Linked DNA regions of Sus scrofa: region 1 is linked to region 2. The links are chromatin contacts, called in public Hi-C maps. All regions are on one chromosome and are shown on one strand. Each heading gives the region's core, a stretch centred on a gene start, on an enhancer-like site or on the middle of the called end of the contact. The rest is flanking DNA. Distances are from core to core; before and after follow the strand shown.

Evidence for each region. A called contact is a pair of places that touch in the nucleus more often than the background predicts.
Region 1: a Hi-C map of embryonic fibroblasts shows a contact between it and region 2, with 6 times the contacts expected there. The contact joins the promoter of PPAT here to the enhancer-like site in region 2. A contact is called at or near these places in 2 of 5 promoter capture datasets (fetal liver and liver) and 6 of 47 Hi-C or Micro-C datasets (embryonic fibroblasts, fibroblasts, mesenchymal stem cells and 1 more).

The regions. Positions count from the first base shown.
Region 1 is chr8:55,696,890-55,702,720 of Sscrofa11.1, reverse strand. PPAT (amidophosphoribosyltransferase) reads left to right here and starts at 1,644. Exons shown (of 11, transcript XM_003482396.4): 1 at 1,644-2,473. The coding sequence starts at 2,346. PAICS (multifunctional protein ADE2) reads right to left here and starts at 2,021. Exons shown (of 10, transcript XM_021101375.1): 1 at 1,896-2,021; 2 at 1,470-1,536. The coding sequence starts at 1,922.
Region 2 is chr8:55,511,978-55,517,900 of Sscrofa11.1, reverse strand. The region is part of intron 3 of KIAA1211; the gene reads right to left. Among named protein-coding and RNA genes, the nearest start is that of AASDH, 130 kb to the left of the region's middle. Within about 2 kb of position 1,265, at least 5 of the 83 cell types and tissues checked have an H3K27ac peak or open chromatin away from gene starts, as enhancers often do. A contact at or near this core is called in embryonic fibroblasts, where this site is marked.

The sequences.
Region 1 (5,831 bases), core at 395-2,894, 180 kb before region 2:
CCAATAAGGCAGTCACTAGCCACATGTGGCTATGAAATACTTGAAATGTGGCTACTCCAAACTGAGATGTAAGTCAAGTGCAAAATTCACATTGGATTTCAATATGAAAAAAAGTTTGCAAAAATCTTAATTTTTTTTTCATTACATGTTAAAATGACATGAGTTTGGAATTATGCAGTTAAAAATATATTAAAATCATTTCATCTGTTTCTTTTTTTTTTAAATGTGGCTACTAGAAAACAAAGTTACATATAGTTTATAACATTGTGTTTCAATTAGACAGACCTGTTCTAGAAAAAACAGCATAGAGAACCAGAGGGAGTAATGACTTTGGTAAATTAACCTGACTGGAATGTACGCTTAGGATTCACAAGAGAGAAAAAGCAAAGTAAAGGTTGAAGAGGTAGGAAGGGGGTGATAGGCAGGATAGGAATGAAAGGTTCTTTAGACTGGATTTTAACAGCTTTTGGGTTGCCAGCAAACATTTCTGGGCAAGGAAGTGCAAATTAGGGAGTTCTCATTGTGGTTCAGCAGTAACGAACCCAACCAGTATTTGAGAAATGCAGTTAGATCCCCGGCCTCGATCAGTGGGTTAAGGATTCCCAGCTGCGGTGAGATGCGGTGTAAGTGGCAAACATGGCTTGGATCCCACATTGCTGTGGCTGTGCTGTAGGCTAGCAGCTGCAGCTAAGGTTTGACCTCTAGCTTGGGAACCTCCATATGCCTGCCGCGTGGTACCACCCTAAAAAGCAAAAAAAAAAAAAAAAAGAGAGAGAGAGAAAGAAATAGAGTATGGGAGGAGGGCAGTTTTATCAGTAAAAATAACACAAAGGATCTTTCCTGAGGATCCTAATCATGAGCGAACAAAATTAGTATTATGTAAATATGTAATAGGGTCAATGCAAAGTGAAGAAGCAAACTTTTTTGGTCTGGTGGTTTTGGAACTCTCCAAGGCCATCATTGGTACAAAAAACTAAAACACACACACAAAACTTGGACAGCAAATTTTAAATTTTTCAAAACGTTCAATTACTAATTTTATGAAATAGCAGGTTATTATTAACGTAACAGGAAAAAGCAAGACTTTGAAGAGTCGACACCACATGTTCCCGTGAACTCTTTTGCAATATCTATTGACTGCAAGCGCGATTTCCAGGCAGCTCTCCAACCTCTGACCATTTCTCGTTTTAATTACCCTTTGCTCCTTTTCCCCATGCCAGAGGCAGTTCTGGATGTTTCAGAAAGTTGGGAGGCTGGGAGCGCTTTGTTTCCAATGCACCGCTCCGGCGCCCGGGCCACGTGTCCGCTCGTCCGGAGGGGCGGGTGCGGGAAGCCAGGCACTGCCCGGGAGGCTGTGATCTGGGCAGTGAAGAGCGCACCTGTCCGCGTCGAGCCCTCGAGCTCGAGGCCGAGGAGCTGGAAGGCCGCGGAAGCAGGAAACCCAACTCCCCGGGCCGCTGATTACTCACCCTCAGCCGTCGCCATTGTCCGGAGCGGGCTGGGGGCAGCTGCAGCGACTGCACAAGAGGGAGGACTCTGGAAAAGAAGCGCAATCAGAGGCTCCCAGGGCGGGGAAGGGAGGCACGGCCCCAGACACGCCCCCGGCGGGGCCGCGGGATGCACGGCGCCCCCTCTCGGACTCCGAGCACCACAACGGAGCGGGACTCCCGGGGGTCTCTGCAGCCGGAGAGGAACTTGAACGCCGGGGGCCACCGCTTCTCGCAGGCTTCCCGCGGCGCAGGCGCCGCAACGCGGCGGGTGCACCGCCCTGCGCGCGGGCGCAGAGCCAGAAGACAGGAAAGTGGCGCGCACCGGCGGCCCCTCCCCACCCCGCGGCGGCTCGCCCACCCGGCCCCCTCCTCCGCTGAGAGAGCGGGTCAGAGGTTGGAGCATACCAAGTAGTGACGCCCAGGGGAAAGCATGTGGGGAGGGACACAAAAAGTTTACTTTCTCTGGGAGAGAAGCGACCTCCACCCAGCTAGCCTCATCACCCCTAGCTTGGATGCCAGAAAATAACGGAGATTCTCCCAAGCAGGAAAATTACCTTCCCTAAGGGCTTAGGTAAAGGACTAGCTCCACCCACGGGAGCCCTGGCCCCGCCCTAACCGCGGAGCCCACCCTCCGCCTCCGCTCATTGGTGGGTTGTGAGGGGCGGGGCAGGGGCGGGGCGAGCTAAATTACACTCACTAGAGGGGAGCACGCGCCGCCGCAGTAGCGAGGGTCCTGCCGCCTGGAAGGAAGGGGCTTCATCCGCGCGAGCCTCTGGTGCCCCAGGCCGAGCGAGCAGCTGGTTGGTGCTTAGACTCCTCCTGCGGCGGCCGCTCCCTCCACGTGCTTTCGACGACATGGAGCTGGAGGAGCTGGGGGTCCGAGAGGAGTGCGGTGTGTTCGGGTGCATTGCCTCAGGAGAGTGGCCCACGCAGCTGGATGTGCCGCACGTGATCACTCTGGGACTTGTAGGGCTGCAGCACCGGTGAGCAGCTGGCTGCGGGGTGGGGATGGCGGAGCCTGTGTCTGCATCTGCCCGAGTTCTCCACCGAGGACGGGAGGCGGGACCGCTCTCTTACCTGGACCGGTTCCCTGCGGCATCCGCCAGATTGCCCAGGTGTGCGCGGAGATTACCTTGCCTCACCAGATTGCAGCCTTGTCCCTTGCAACCCTTAATGCTCTGTAGGGGCTCACCTAGCTCCAGTGTCGTGCACCCCCCATGGGTCTGGCCAGTTGGTAAGGCTCGGGTTCGCTTGGACTAACCCAGTCGGGGTTCCTACCGGGCTGCTTGTGGGTTTTAATCTCCCAGAGCCTGGCGCTGTGCTTGTGATATGCTTCTGTGGTGTGACTGCGGGTCCAGGACCTAAAGCTCGTTGGTTGAGGTTTCGCGCGGAGTCTGCAACCACCACAAGCTATTGTTTGCAAGGACAGAGCTATTGAGTAGATTTGTGTATTTGAACGTAGTTGTAGCTGTTGGAAATTGGGGATTCAAACCCGGGAAAACGGGATTAGTTGGTGTTCAAAAGGATCTACCGGTTGGGTTCTAGATCTCATATACATTAACAGAAAATAACACAATCACAGGGAGTAGGGCATCTGCAAACAATTCATTGGTAAACGTTTTAAATAATGAATGAAAATGTTGGTAGTAAGAAAATGCCAGGATAAATCCATTCTTAAAAGAGAGAGAGGAGAGTAGTTCCTGTATGACAGAATACCTATTGATTTTGGAAAAATTGATATAGATCCCTTTTAGTTAAAAAATAACTCTGCTTCGTGATCTTTCCATTTCTTACTAATTAAACTGGAGTTGATATAAACAATTCGGTTAAGAAATATAAACCTAGATTTGACATTGTCACTGAAAGTGTTACGAAGCTTCCACAAGGCAATGATACCTCAGCAACAACTTCTAAAACAGTTAAAGGACTTGGCATTAACACTTATCAGCAATATGGGAGCAATATATATAAATGCATTCTCATTGATCAGCTTCCCTCACCAAAATTAAATTAGAAGTAGTCTTTTTGCTCTTTTCAGGGTCCTGAATACTTGAGTGAGTTTAAGGTCTTGTGTACTCCTTGTTTACTAAGAGCTGAGAGTAGCTTAGAATCTGAGATGAATCAAAAAAAGAATATTTTTAACTTGAGTGACTCCAATCTTGGGTAATTGTGGATTGACCATAATAGAGATCTTGTTTTAAAGTACATTTGCATTATTGAGAGGATTGTATAGTAACCCAGGTAAAGACCAAAAGCTATTCATGTTGTGGGCTGGTGGTCCAGAGAACATTAGACTTTCTTCAGAGAAGTGGTTTTGGATATTCTGTCATGGAAAGAGGTGGAGGGAAACAAAGGATCTTTAGAGTTGACTGGTGGTCTGTGAGAAAGATGAGAAATGACCTTGAATTTTGTTTTGGTCAGGCCTGCAGCATGAGGAAGTTCGTGGGCCAGAGGTCGAACCTGAGCCACAGCAGTGACAATACTGGATCCCTAACTTGCTGAGCCATCAGGGAACTCCCTTAACTATTTACTTTGTAGCTAAAATGGCTCAGAAAATTCCTCCCCAAGCTCTCCTCTTGAAATGTGTGCATGAAGAAAATGAGAGTGTTTTTTTTTTTGTCTTTGAGTTTTTTTAATGAATAACTTTATTCCAGGCTACGTGCCTTTTCTGCACTTGCTTTTAAGTGGAAGAATCAGATTAGAAAGTACAAGCTAAGGGCAATAAAATATGATTACTTTGTGATAATAGAGAAAATTCAGTGGATTCTGACAGGCTGCTTATTGGACAGAACAAGTATTTGTTAAACTGTGGTGATGAAAATTGACCTTGTGATAGTTTCAGTAACAGGGGCAAAAAATCCAGCAGCTTCTTGGGAACAAAGAGTCATTAAGGCTCATTGAGGTTCTTGCCCATAATCCTGTCCAATTCAAAGTTTTAAATTAGCAAACATCCTCAACCTTTAAGGTAACTGATACTGCTTTTAAGAACATGAAAATTCCTTATGTCTAGAAGATAAAATCTTCTACTCTAAACTGAGAAGGGTCAAAGATTAAGAAATACTGTTTTTTTATGGTATTAATTCGAAGAATGTCAAAACCGGAAGCAGATGGGTTGTTACAGCTTAAAATAGACTTAGTTATGTACACTATGCACCGGTGGAGGAGTTAGTTATATACATTGTGCACTGTGAGAGAATTGGTTATGGACACTCTGTACTGGTGGGGGAGTTAGTTATATACACTGCACACTGGGGAGAGAGTTAGTTATGGACACTGCTCACTGGCGGGGGAGTTAGGCACACTACACTCTGAGGAGGGAGTTAGTTATGCACACTGTGCACTGGGGAGAGAGTTAATTATGGACACTGTGCACTGGTGGGGGAGTTAGTTATATACACTGTGCACTGGCGGGAGAGTTAGTTGTGGACACTGTGCACTGGTGGGGGAGTTAATTATGCACACTGAGCACTGGGGAGAGAGTTAGTTATGGGCACTGGGCACTGGCGGGGGAGTTAGTCATGTACACTGTGCACTGGGGAGGGAGTTAGTTATGGACACTGCACTGGGGAGGGAGTTATGCACTGCCAGCTGGTTTTTTGTACACTGTGCACTGGCAGGTGGTTAGTTATGTGCACTGTGCACTGGCAAGTGGTTAGTTTGTACACTATGCACTTGCAGGTGGTTAGTTGTGTACAGTGCACATTGATGAGTGGTTAGTAATGTACAGTGCACACTGGTGGGTGGTTAACTGTACAGTGCACACTGACAGGTGTTTAGTTTGTACAGTGCACACTTGGTGGGTGGTTAGTTGTGTACAAAGCACACTGGTGGGTGTTTAGTTTGTACACTGCACACTGGCAAGTGGTTAGTTTGTATACTGTGCATTGGCAGGTGGTTAGTTTTTACACTGCACACTGGCGAGTGGTTAGTTGTGTACACTGCACACTGGCAGGTGGTGGTTTTTGCAAAATGTTCTCTCTCTCTCCTCACCCCCCTCCTCTCAATGGTTTTTAAACAATGGCAACAAGATTTGATTGATTTCACTCCCCTCTTTTTTTTTTTTTTTTTGTCTTTTTGGTCTGTTGTTGTTGTTGCTATTTCTTGGGCCGCTCCCGCGGCATATGGAGGTTCCCAGGCTAGGGGTTGAATCGGAGCTGTAGCCACCCGCCTACGCCAGAGCCACAGCAACGCGGGATCTGAACCGCGTCTGCAACCTACACCACAGCTCATGGCAACGCCGGATCGTTAACCCACTGAGCAAAAGCAGGGACCGAACCCGCAACCTCATGGTTCCTAGTCGGATTTGTTAACCACTGCGCCACGATGGGAACTCCCTACTCC
Region 2 (5,923 bases), core at 16-2,515:
ATGAGGGCTCAGTGCGCGTGAGGCTTAAACGCCCAGAGTCAGATCCTGGGTCTGAGCAGCAATTCACTTACAGCTACGAGACCCTGGGCAAGTTTCATGGTCTCCTGTGTGAAATACGGATAATAAGAATAATACAGTTTACTGACTTGTAATTAAATGCCACATTGAAAGCCTTTAGCAGAACGTCAGCAAACAGTAAAACACTAGCAATGACAGTGCTTGTTAGTATCATGATGTTCACTGAACTGAGGAATGGGTATGTCTTGAGCTTTGGGCGGCATGTCTTAGCTATTATTCAAAAGAGAAGAGATGAGGAAGTGGAGAAAAGAGGAGAAGCACAGGAAACAGGGAAGCAAAACGGAGAAAGAAGAAAGAGGAAAAAGGAATGTCAGGAGGTACTTAATGAGAAAAAAAAGTGAAAGAGCTTTAGATACCTTTCAGAGCAATTCAGACTTCCTCAGAACATATAAATAAGGTTTCTTTATCCTGTTTCACCCCAATCCCAGAACACAGTAAACCTCACTGGCAGGAGGTAGTCCAGATAGTGAGACAATAATGTCACCTTCTTTGAGGTCGCCTACAATTCCAGACAAGCATATCAATGAGAAATGTTGATAATATATCAGAAAAGTAATGACAGACACATGCATGATTTAAAATTAGAGTTCAAACAACCATGAGATGAAGCGTTCTCTTTTTCCCCAGGAGGACTAGAAACCAGCCTCTGTCCTGTAGGTCATGGCCAGACTCGGGTGACAGGGCCGGGAGACCTGGCACAGGAGGACTACTCCTCCTCCTACATGAGTGAAGGGACTTAGTGAGATGGAGGCTCACAGATTCTGAAAGACAGGTGTCCCGATAAGTGCCTGGTGTTTTGGTGACATGCAGTGTCTCTGAATAAAGCCCTGAGCCTGGGGTATCTTAAGTTTTACAAACCCATGCAGTCTGTGAGCGTCTCTTAGGTGACCTACCTAATGGGAGTGGGAGCAAAGAGGCATTTAATCAGTATTTCCTGGCTGAGCTGAAACCGGGCAGGTTAACTACCAGAAGTTTAAAACACAGTCTCTCATGTATGAGCAAAACGAGGTCCCTCCAACATGTGTTCTTTCCTAATAAGACGCCAGCTCTGACTCAGAATGAGTTGCTTGGAGAAATATTTTCTAGTAACTTGAACGCGGGAAGTTCTCTGACAACAAATTGCACTGAGCTGTCCTCGGCAATGCTCCCAGCTTTTCGGTGGGAAACACACGATGCTTCGGCCTGTGTGCAAGGAGAGGCTGCGCCAGCACGAAAAGCTGACCCCTCAGCCCTCAGGTGGAAGAGGAGTCCATGTCTAGGGCTGCTGGGGGTTTACGTGCTTACTTACTAACTTCCGGGGAGGGTACCACACAGACTTATCAACCCCCCATAGTTTTTATCTTGATAAAATGCTGTGGGATGCTGTAAGCATGAAGCAGCCCGTGCAAAATCCCTCCCAAATTCCACCACAGAACTCTGGAGACTTCCTCTCCCTCTTGTTACTTGGAAGGTTCCCAACTATGGGACAGAGGAAGGTGTTGAGATCCCTCATGAACTCTGAAAACCAAGCCTTTCTATAGATTCCCAGATTGTCACCAGCTGCCCCTCAACAACGGCCAGATGACACAGCTGGAAAAGCAGCCAATCCACTGGCGTGCACGCACAACAGCCAGGTGGGAAGGGGCATCTAGAGAGCAGTTGCACCAAGCAGGAGACTTGGGGCTTCCAGAGATACTGGAACATCTGGGCCCCAACATGGAGCTCATGAGCCAGAGAAGGGAGGAGCAGTTTGCAAGAGGGACCCAAGCCATAGTGGCTTTTGGCTTTTCGGCTTTGGCATAGCCCCAGGACGGGTGCCGGCCGCAGGGCACCAAGCGTGGATTAGGTGACGCTCCCTGCAGCCTGGCAATGCTGCAGCTTTGTCCTGCTGCAGGGAGGTGGGTGGGCTGTGAGGTCCCTCTGAAGGCCCTGCCATTAATGGAGGGCTGGGCGATGTGGCATCAAAACAGCTGCCACGGGGGCCAGATGCTGGAGGCGCCTCTGAGGTCATTAGGGGCGACCTGCTTGCCTACTTCCCCTCAGTTCCCCACTGCAGACATCACGTCCAGGGCCCTTCCCACCTCCACACACTTACCCCCTTGCGCTGACCGAAGCCCAAGCTTCCCAATCATACAAACGAATCTCCCAGCCGGCACGTTAGTGTAGTCAATGACGCAGTCACTGGGACTGCATGCCCCGGGGGCATCTGGTGGTTACAACCAACTGTCTACCATGCAGTGCAGGTTAGGGACAGCTACCGTTGGCCTGGCCTTCGACACAGTTCTAATTCCAGTAAGGAGGGAACGGCCAATGGAGCAGCCAACTCAGGATTCTGCCCCTGACAGTTGCTCTAGAAACACATCATCAAACAGCAGCACTGCCCCCAACGCCACTGAGCTGAGTCCCTTCTTGACCCCGAAGTGACCTTGAGCTCACCTGACTTATGTGGGTGTGTATATGTAATCTTTTCATAAAACGCTACCAAGAAAAAGTAAGGGATTTGAGAGCTCTCATTCTGTTCAGCATTTCCTAGTTTCAGAGGCTAGGAAACAGCCTTCCCCCACTACCTGGCAAAATACAGATTTTCTGACCATCACTGTTATGAGATGCAGCTGGGTGCTCAGGCGGCCGTCTGGGGGCGGACATTGCAGCCTTAGGTACCCACCCCTGCCTCCCTCCATCACAGGGACCTAGAGCAGATGCCAGGCACAGCCTCTGGGCAAAACAGACAGGTGTCAGTGAGAAAAATTTCCTAGTCTATATTCTGCCTGAATCTTATCTAAAAGAAGAGAGTGGAGTTCCCTGATGGCCAAGCAGCTAAGGATTTGGTGTTGTCACTGTTGTGGCTCGGGTTCTAGCCCTGCCCGGGACCTTCCATGTGCCCCAGGTACCGCCATAAACCAAAGAATTAGATGTTTGCTGATACACCCATGATCCTAAGTGCCCATTATTTACTATGTCAACCAAATACTGCAAGTGTGACCTCAGTTCCAGGCAAGGCCCCTGGAGAGCCAGCGTCTGAGAGACTGCAGGCAGGAAGGCACCACTATGTATCCTGCTCTGGGCCTGATGTCTAGTCCCAGCCAAGGCGGCCACTCATCTGCCGCCACCAAAGTCGCAAGAGGAGCTTTGCTTTGCCGCAGAAGACCATGCACCACTCTTGAGAAGAAAAGCTCTGCTCTAGCATTTCTGAAAGATTGAAGTCAGTGCAGAAAATGAAAATTATGGTCACCCTGTTACCTTAGAGAGGGAGAAAGGGCCAAAAGCCTGCGTTCAGAAAATCAGCAAACATTTCAGCATCTGTTTGTTTCTGACTACTCCTATTTTATTTTGGTTTTTTGGTATGTAATGAAATGTGCTATAGAAATCAGGATCAGAGAGGTTTGGGGAGAATCTGAGATTATACTGCACAGACATTCTAGGGAGATGATTAAACTGCTGGCAACTATACACCCATGATAATTAGATAATTAGAGTACCCTTAATTTTTCTTGGGGGGGGGGCGGGTGGCACAGCGTGCAATGTCTTGATGTGGGATCTCAGTTCCCACACCAGGGATGGAACCTTGGCGGCAGCGGTGGCAGCCCTGAGTCCTGACCATTGAGCCACCGGGAACTCCCCAGAGTCTATAAATTTAGATTAATACTCTCATTCACCCCAAAATTATTATTCCTGTCCACTCTGAAAAAGACTTTCTAGGAAGGACTAGGAGATCACCGTATAAGACATGAAATAGTGGTTAGCTGTGTGTGTGTTGGGTGGGGGTCCCCTTCAAGGAGGAAAGTCGCGTTTCTCTGTAAGGCTTCTTGGGAGCAGGGGAGAGGAACCCACAGACATGGCACATGCAGAGAGCGAGGAAGTCTGAGTTAGGTGCACAGAGAGGAAGGTGAGAAAACGAGGGATCAGTGGCAGGGGACATCCAGGCTGCTAGAGGTGTGGGGGGGGCAGACACGTGGGACGTGGTGACGCGGGCTGTGGTGACATGGGGAACGTGTTCAGCACTGAGGGGCTGGAACCGGGGTTAAATATAGGCCTCAAACAATCAGAGCAGACAGGACAGCTACACATGAGCCCGAGGTTCACTCCAAGTGGGACTGACGCTTTAGGACAGGAAGGGTTAGGAAGCGAGGGGGTAGGGGAGGTGACCGACACTTTGGGAGCGAGGACCATTTACCAGGGCTGCAGAGGGTCCTGCAACCAGTGCAGTTGAATTCCAGATGTAAGTTCCAATCAATCAATCAATCAATCAATGCCCAAGGCTAACTAAAGCCTTTGTTTTTCAGATCTGTGCCCTGGATCCCCACTCAGATATCCCAGAGGTCCCTCAAACTCAGTGTGTCTAAAACTAAATGCATCATATACTCTACTAAACATAACATCTGATGATTAGTTCAGATAGTGACATCAGAAACCGGGGCATCATTATCAGGCCCGCTACAACATCGCCAGTGTATGTACTCCCTTCCTAGTTTGGGGAGCCCTTATTGTGTGAATTTTGAAGGGAGCCGGGCAACTCACTTCTTCACACTCTAAGCTTCTGCCTTCAGAACCTCTTAGAGTTTCCAGAATATGCCAAATATAAATGGTCCTGGGAGTTCCAGTCTTAGCTCAGTGGTTAACGAATCCGACCAAGAACCATGATGTTATGGGTTTGACCCCTAGCCTTGCTCAGTGGGTTAAGGATCCCGCATTGCCTTGAGCTGTGGTGTAGGTGGAAGACGCTGCTCGGATTCCAAGTTGCTGTGGCTCTGGCGTAGACTGGCAACTACAGCTCCGATCAGACCCCTAGCCTGGGAACCTCCACATGCCGAGGGTGCGGCCCTAGAAAAGACACACACACACACACACACACAATGGTCCTGAATCGCAGCATTCTCCCATTTTCCAGTAAGACCATCTTCCTACCCCCCCAATCTTTTGATCAAGTTACATACATATTTTGGGGATATAGTTGAAATATAGTCAAAAGTGTTCTTAAAATATATTACCTTAATTATGCCTACATTAAATTAAGTAATATATTAATCTGGAAATACTTTATTATTTAACTCTGACATTTTACAGATCAATAATAAATGTTTAAATCATTTCTTTAATAATCCTTCTATTTTCTCTTCCTTCTCTTCCTGAAACTGTTATTAGTAATATGTTGGACTTACTGGAGTAGTCTCCATTTTTCTTATTTTTTTCTCATCATTGCCCATCCTTTTGGTTTTTTATTTTACTTTCTGGGAAATTTCGGCAATTTCATCTTCCAAACCTTTTATTGAACTTCATAAATGATTCATTTACAAAAATCCCTTCTTATCCTCTGAATGAATAGCATCCTACTCTTTTTTTCATGTAGGCTGTGTCCTTCTCTTGCCTCTTTGGGGATTTGACTACTTGTTCTTGTGAAGTTTTTTTTTTTTGTCTTTTCTAGGGCTGCACCCTCGGCATATGGAGGTTCCCAGGCTGGAGGTCTAATCAGAGCTACAGCCTCTGGCCTACGCCAGAGCCACAGCAACATGGGATCTGAGCCTCGTCTGTGACCTACACCACAGCTCACGGCAATGCCAGATCCTTAACCCATTGAGCAATGCCAGGGATCGAACCCGCAACCTCATGGTTCCTAGTCGGATTTATTAACCACTGAACCACGACGGGAACTCCTTCTTGTGAAGTTTTCTTCTGCTCCCTGCACTGCTTCTGATTCCTCTGCGTTCCCTCTTCCAGTTCTTCACTCTGGTTTCCACCTTTCATGCTGGATGCTTTAATCAAATGTCAAGTGATTCTTAGTTGTCCATTCATATTTAATAATGAAACACGAAAACGCTGTTTTGAAGTTAGCATATGATATGAACTGGTAGGCTACACTGTAGAGTAT